2 separate regions of the Hordeum vulgare genome follow, and region 1 is linked to region 2. Evidence: chromatin contacts called from public Hi-C data. All regions are on one chromosome and are shown on one strand. Each heading gives the region's core, a stretch centred on a gene start, on an enhancer-like site or on the middle of the called end of the contact. The rest is flanking DNA. Distances are from core to core; before and after follow the strand shown. Region 1 overlaps LOC123398620 (receptor protein-tyrosine kinase CEPR1). Region 2 has its middle 4.9 kb from the start of LOC123396425.

Region 1 (2,897 bases), core at 23-2,522, 40 kb before region 2:
ACAGCCGCGAGCTGCGGACGGAGGTGGAGACGCTGGGCAGCATCCGGCACAAGAACATCGTGAAGCTCTACTGCTGCTACTCGGGCGCCGACTGCAACCTGCTGGTGTACGAGTACATGCCCAACGGCAACCTGTGGGACGCGCTGCACGGCGGCGCCGGCGGCGGGTGGGGCGGCTTCGGGTTCCTCGACTGGCCGACGCGCCGCCGCGTGGCCATCGGCGTGGCCCAGGGCCTGGCGTACCTGCACCACGACCTCATGTTCGCCATCGTGCACCGCGACGTCAAGTCGTCCAACATCCTGCTCGACGCCGACTTCGAGCCCAAGGTGGCCGACTTCGGCATCGCCAAGGTGCTCCAGGCGACCCGCGGCGGCGTGGGCGTCGGCGGAGACACCTCGTCCACCACCACCATCGCCGGCACGTACGGGTACCTGGCCCCGGAGTACGCCTACTCGTCCAAGGCGACGACCAAGTGCGACGTGTACAGCTTCGGGGTGGTGCTGATGGAGCTGGCCACGGGGAAGAAGCCGATCGAGCCGGAGTTCGGGGAGACGAGGGACATCGTGCAGTGGGTGACCGGCAAGGTGGCGGGCGCGGCGGAGGCGGAGGCGCTCGACAAGCGGCTCGCGTGGAGCCCCTTCAAAGACGAGATGGTGCAGGCGATGCGCGTGGCCGTCCGGTGCACCTGCAGCATCCCCGGCCTCCGCCCCACCATGGCCGACGTCGTCCAGATGCTCGCCGAGTCCGGCCCGCCCCCCGGCAGCCGCTCCGCCAAAGACTTCTCCGGCCACAAACCCAAACCAGCTGATAATGAGGCCATGTGACTATGTGAGCCGTGCAACTCAATCAATTAACCATCCAGTAATTAGTAGTAGTAACAAAGAGTGAATCAAGCGATCATCACACTGATCCAATTAAGCTATTATTAGGCGAAATTAGTAGCAACTACAATTGTAATAGCACTACTGCTAGTACTGATTAAGAAGATGATGAGAGCTAGTGGTGCAACTAAGGTATTATAGAGAGGTGATTTTGAGGATGGATTGATGCAATTTAAGTTGCAAAGATTGTTGGATCTTGCACTAGATTGAGTGATATATATAGAGTATGTGCATAGGTAAATTAATAATGGAGTAGCTGCATTGCAATAATAATATTGCATAGCCACCTTTTTTTGTTTTGGGGTCGTTTTCCATATGGATCACTGAGATATACTATACTGTACTGTGCAAGGCTGCTTGGTGTTTAAGCAGAATCTGATGCCTCAGTGAGTGGAAGGATGGACCTGTGTGTATCTATCAACAGCAACCGTGCATATGCTGTAATGTATGTATCCTATGCATATAAATGGATGGATGCAACAAAAAGTACCAGTGCATTCAGGCTCTGAATTGTTCCTTTCTTTTTTGGATCCATGGCCACCTTTTCTTCTCCCTTTTCCTTGTGCCGTTTTTCGTTTTGCTGAGAGTGATGCCCTGATGGAACGGATTGACAAGAGGTGCTTTGTTACTTTTCTTTTAACATAAAATCATCATATAGCCATGCAAATATACAAGGGAAATCTCATCGGACAAAGAGGGGGGGGGGGGGGGGGGCAGGTTTTAAATTTCAGAAGCAAAACAATTTCGAACCTCAGTGAAATATGCGAAATTTTGCATATTTTGGATTTTTTGGGGGGATTTTAAGATTTCAAATTTCATTTAATTTTAATGAATTCCGACATGGTTTAAATTTATTTTAAAAAATGCCTCAAAATTTTGGTGTTAAAAATATTTTAGATCGCACTGAAATATATGAAATTTAGGAAATGGAGGAGGGGTGAGCTGGAGGGGGGGGGAGGGTACTCTTATGGAGAAATGGATCTAGTTGTGTCTCCATGATTTGCACATGGTCTTAGAAGGCGTCCGCTCGCGGAGTGGGTGGTGGCGCATCGTGCTTTGGTCCTCCCGCTGCTTCTTCGATAGGCGAAGTTTCCACCCTCGGTTCATTACGGATCTGGTCAGGTTTAGGTATCCCCGAATCGGTGACAGTCTCCAAACCCTCTTTGTCACATGCTTCTCGGGGCGGCGATTTGCTTCTCAGATCACAGTCATCGGTGCCATCACAAACCTTGCATCAAGAAAGTTTCTCTAGTGTTGATTCGGAGGTCCAAAGCAGCATTGAGCTTCCACCAACAAGTGCAGATGAAAGACGACATCGATTTTCTCATAAAGATGTGTGAGTGATTTTTTATTATTTTTTATGAAGGGTCTCATGGCTTAAATATGTGTGGCCTTTGGTATTTTGCAAAATAATAATAATTAATAATTTGCATTGTTTAGTAAAAAAAATGAGGACGCAATCCAACTAAAATTGCATGCCCCTTAATCTATTTGTTTCTCTTCTTTTAAAATAAATGGAAGCCTTATTATCGCAGCCTGCTTGGATGCCAAAAAACATAAGACAAAAACAAAGGTTGGGGGAAAATCTTCATATAGAAAATAATAGAATGTTGAATAACATGACACGGGAATGGACATTTGTAACACTACAAAATCCAAGTCACCTCAACATTTGGAGGCCACAACTTTTGTTTCCTATTTTTAGTAAACAATTAATATTTGATAAATTTGGCTGCATATAGGATGTACATTTCCACTAAGAAATGGCTGATGTACATTTCGTTAAGGCTTGTCAAATCAGGACCTTCTAACATTTGGTTGTCTGAATCTCGAGGCCTGTATAGTTATTCTTTCATTCCTCCCTCTTTATCAGTGCATTAGACACATTACGAAAACCAAATAATTTCAAAACGCTCAAGCATGATGCATTAATTACCCATATCGTTCCTTGTTTCTTGATGTAAGATGTGTGTACCTTCAAATACTTGAGACTACCAAGCACTGACATGCAATGGT
Region 2 (2,921 bases), core at 146-2,645:
GTTTCTCGATTGCGGAACAATTTTTACAAATTTCGGAACATTTTTCAAATTCCGGAATAATTTTCCGAATTTGGAAACATTTTCTCAATTTCCGGAATATTTTTTCAAACTCTAGAACACTTCTCAAACTCCAGAACATTTTTGAAAATCCGGAACATTTTTTCAAATTCCGAAACATTTTTTTGTAAATTGAGAACATTTTTTGAAAATACAGAACATTATTTAAAACATAAACAGAAAAAATTCAGAATTTCTTTCTAAAATCATGGAACATTTTTTAAAATTCCAGAAAAAGTTTCTCAATTCCGGAACTTTTTTTCAACTTTCGAAACATTTTTCAAATTCCTAAATTTTTTCTAAAATTCTAGAACATTTTTCAAACTCCAGAACATTTTTGAAAATCCGGAACATTTCTTGTAAATTGAGAATAATTTTTAAAAATCCAGAACATTATTTAAAAGATAAACAGAAAATATTTAAAAGATAATCCAGAACATTTTTCAAATTCCGGAACATTTTTTCAAATTCTAGAACATTTCTGAAACTCCAGAACATTTTTTTAAAATCCGGAGTATTTTTTCAAATTCCGAAACATTTGTTGTAAATTGAGAACCTTTTTTGAAAATCCAGAACATTATTGAAAACATAAACAGAAAAAAAAATCAGATTTTTTATCTAAAATTACGGAAGATATTTTTAAATTCCGGAAAAAAATCTCGATTCCAGAACATTTTTTAAAATTTCAAAATTTCAGAGCATTATTTGAAAATCAACACATTTTTTCAAATTCCAGAACATTCTTTGAAAATCCAGAACATTTTTGAAACAAAAACAAAAATAATAAAAACTAATTGAGGGAACTTTGTAGAAGTTTTCCAAAACTAAGAAAACCGCCTAGGAACCTTTTTCCCAACACCGGATATGTTGCCATATAAATGGACCTGCCAATTCTAAATCGGTAGCTGGGGTGCGTCTATGCGATGTCCCGAGAGGACGACTCAGAGAGCGTCAAATAGGGATTTTCCCTGTACCATGCTTGGGCCAGGAGGCTACGCACGTGAACCGACACACCACGAACCTGCTAACATTCGTGCCGTGCCGGACCAGCCCATTTGGGCAGGACTGCCGTGGACCAAGGCGTGATGGTAATGAGCATGGCGCCCCGCCGCGGGGCGTCATGTGACGCAATTCGGACCAATGGTGTCACGGTCATCTTTGACATATGTCGCTGGTCGTGACGTCATGCAAAAGGATCATCTTATGTTTTTTTCTTAAATGGATTTTTATTTTATGTTAAACTTTGCGAAAAAGACCGCCGCAGTGCATGGAAGGCCATATGGCTGGACAGCTTGCACGGCCCTAGCAACTAGGCAGCGCAGTGTGCGTAAAAGATGCTGCTCTGACTCGACCGATGTTTTCTTTTTTTTGCATGGAGTAGATGCAGACGCAGGCACCTGCCTCATCTGACCTGACTTGACCCGACAAACCATGGATGGATTGGACTAACCTGCAGGTACATCACTGCAGTGTGACCCGATCAATCAATCCTCTGTAGCTTAGTAGGGCTCCTGTTTGGTTCCATACGTTAGAGTTAGTTTGAGCTAGTTTTGGTTCAACTAGCCCTAAATTATTCAAACATAAGGATTAGATTGGAGCTAATTGCATCTAACCCATTCAAAAAAACTATCCCATCCAAGAGGTGCTAATTGGAGCTAGTTTTTATGGGGTTCATTAAAAAAATATTTTTTCTCTCTCTCCCACCAGCCAAGAGATGCTAATTTGAGCTAGTTCTCATGGGGCCCATTAAAAAAGGGAATCGTTTCCATCCGACGCGCCGGTCGCCCCCTCAAGCGCTGGCCCATGCAATATTTTTCCCACCCCGCACGCTTCGTTGGTCAATGGATGCAACATTTTTCGTCTAAATTTGTTGCAATCAGCGTCATTTTTGCTGCAAGCATTTTTTTACTATATTTTGTCCCAGTATAAAAGTTGCATATACGTATGGTTGCAACTCCAGTTCGTCGGATTTTTTATTACAATCGATGTTTTTTTACTTTTGTTACAACCGTATTAATTTTTGCTACAACCGGCATCATGTTTTGCTGCAACCGTTCACTAAAAAGTTGCATACACGTCACATAAATATTTGTTACAACCGGCGTTTGACTTTTGCTACCACGTACCATCAGCTTCGTTTTTTTGCTACAATCATGTAGATTTTTTTTTTGCTACAAATTTTATTTTTTGTTGCAACCGTTGAAAAAATTGCTGCATCGAATCGACATTTTGCTGCATAGGAGAAAAAATGTTACATGCGGATCCAACGGTGCGGACGCGCGGGGGTTGGTGGATCGTGCGGCCCGGCGCGACCGGCGAAAAGTTTGGGCCGGCGCGTCGGCGCAGATCACTCCCCTTAAAAAATTACCTTTCTCCTTCCATAAAATGCATCTATTGTCAATCTAACCCTTCCATCCAAACATCTGTTTGGCTAAAATTAATTTAAAATTAGTCATGAGCTAGAAACTAACTCTAACCACTAGCTAAGTTAGAGTATCCGAACAGGGCTAGCTAGTAAGATGTGCGTTCATAAAAGACACTTTTGATACCTGTGTATACAAAGCCAAACGTGAAGCTCCAACCACATGCATGCACACCGCCTCCTTCTCCAGCATCAACAGTACAATCCATCCATGCAGATAAGACTAGACTTGACGAGACCATCGGTAATAAAGTGCTGCAGCAAGCCAAGCCTGTGCAGGTCGCCTGGAGCCAATGTATGCAGTCGATTTGACTATTGCATCTTTTTTACTGAGTTTGGAAAATAATACATCGATTTGAATTTCTTTTAAATAATACTGCTTCAGCTGCCGACTGGCTTAGGTCGGCCTTGTCGTGGCCGATGGGCTCTTGTTGGCCTTGCT

Evidence for each region. A called contact is a pair of places that touch in the nucleus more often than the background predicts.
Region 1: a contact with region 2 is called in a Hi-C map of leaf, with 4 times the contacts expected there. The contact joins two enhancer-like sites. A contact is called at or near these places in 3 of 6 Hi-C or Micro-C datasets (leaf and seedling).

What each region holds. Positions count from the first base shown.
Region 1 is chr5H:4,333,151-4,336,047 of MorexV3_pseudomolecules_assembly, reverse strand. It overlaps LOC123398620 (receptor protein-tyrosine kinase CEPR1), which reads left to right. Exons shown (of 1, transcript XM_045093070.1): 1 at 1-1,126. The coding sequence ends at 824. Among protein-coding and RNA genes, the nearest start is that of LOC123398620, 4.0 kb to the left of the region's middle. Within about 2 kb of position 1,272, at least 1 of the 3 cell types and tissues checked has open chromatin away from gene starts, as enhancers often do. A contact at or near this core is called in leaf, where this site is marked.
Region 2 is chr5H:4,293,370-4,296,290 of MorexV3_pseudomolecules_assembly, reverse strand. No RefSeq gene overlaps it. Among protein-coding and RNA genes, the nearest start is that of LOC123396425, 4.9 kb to the right of the region's middle. Within about 2 kb of position 1,395, at least 2 of the 3 cell types and tissues checked have open chromatin away from gene starts, as enhancers often do. A contact at or near this core is called in leaf, where this site is marked.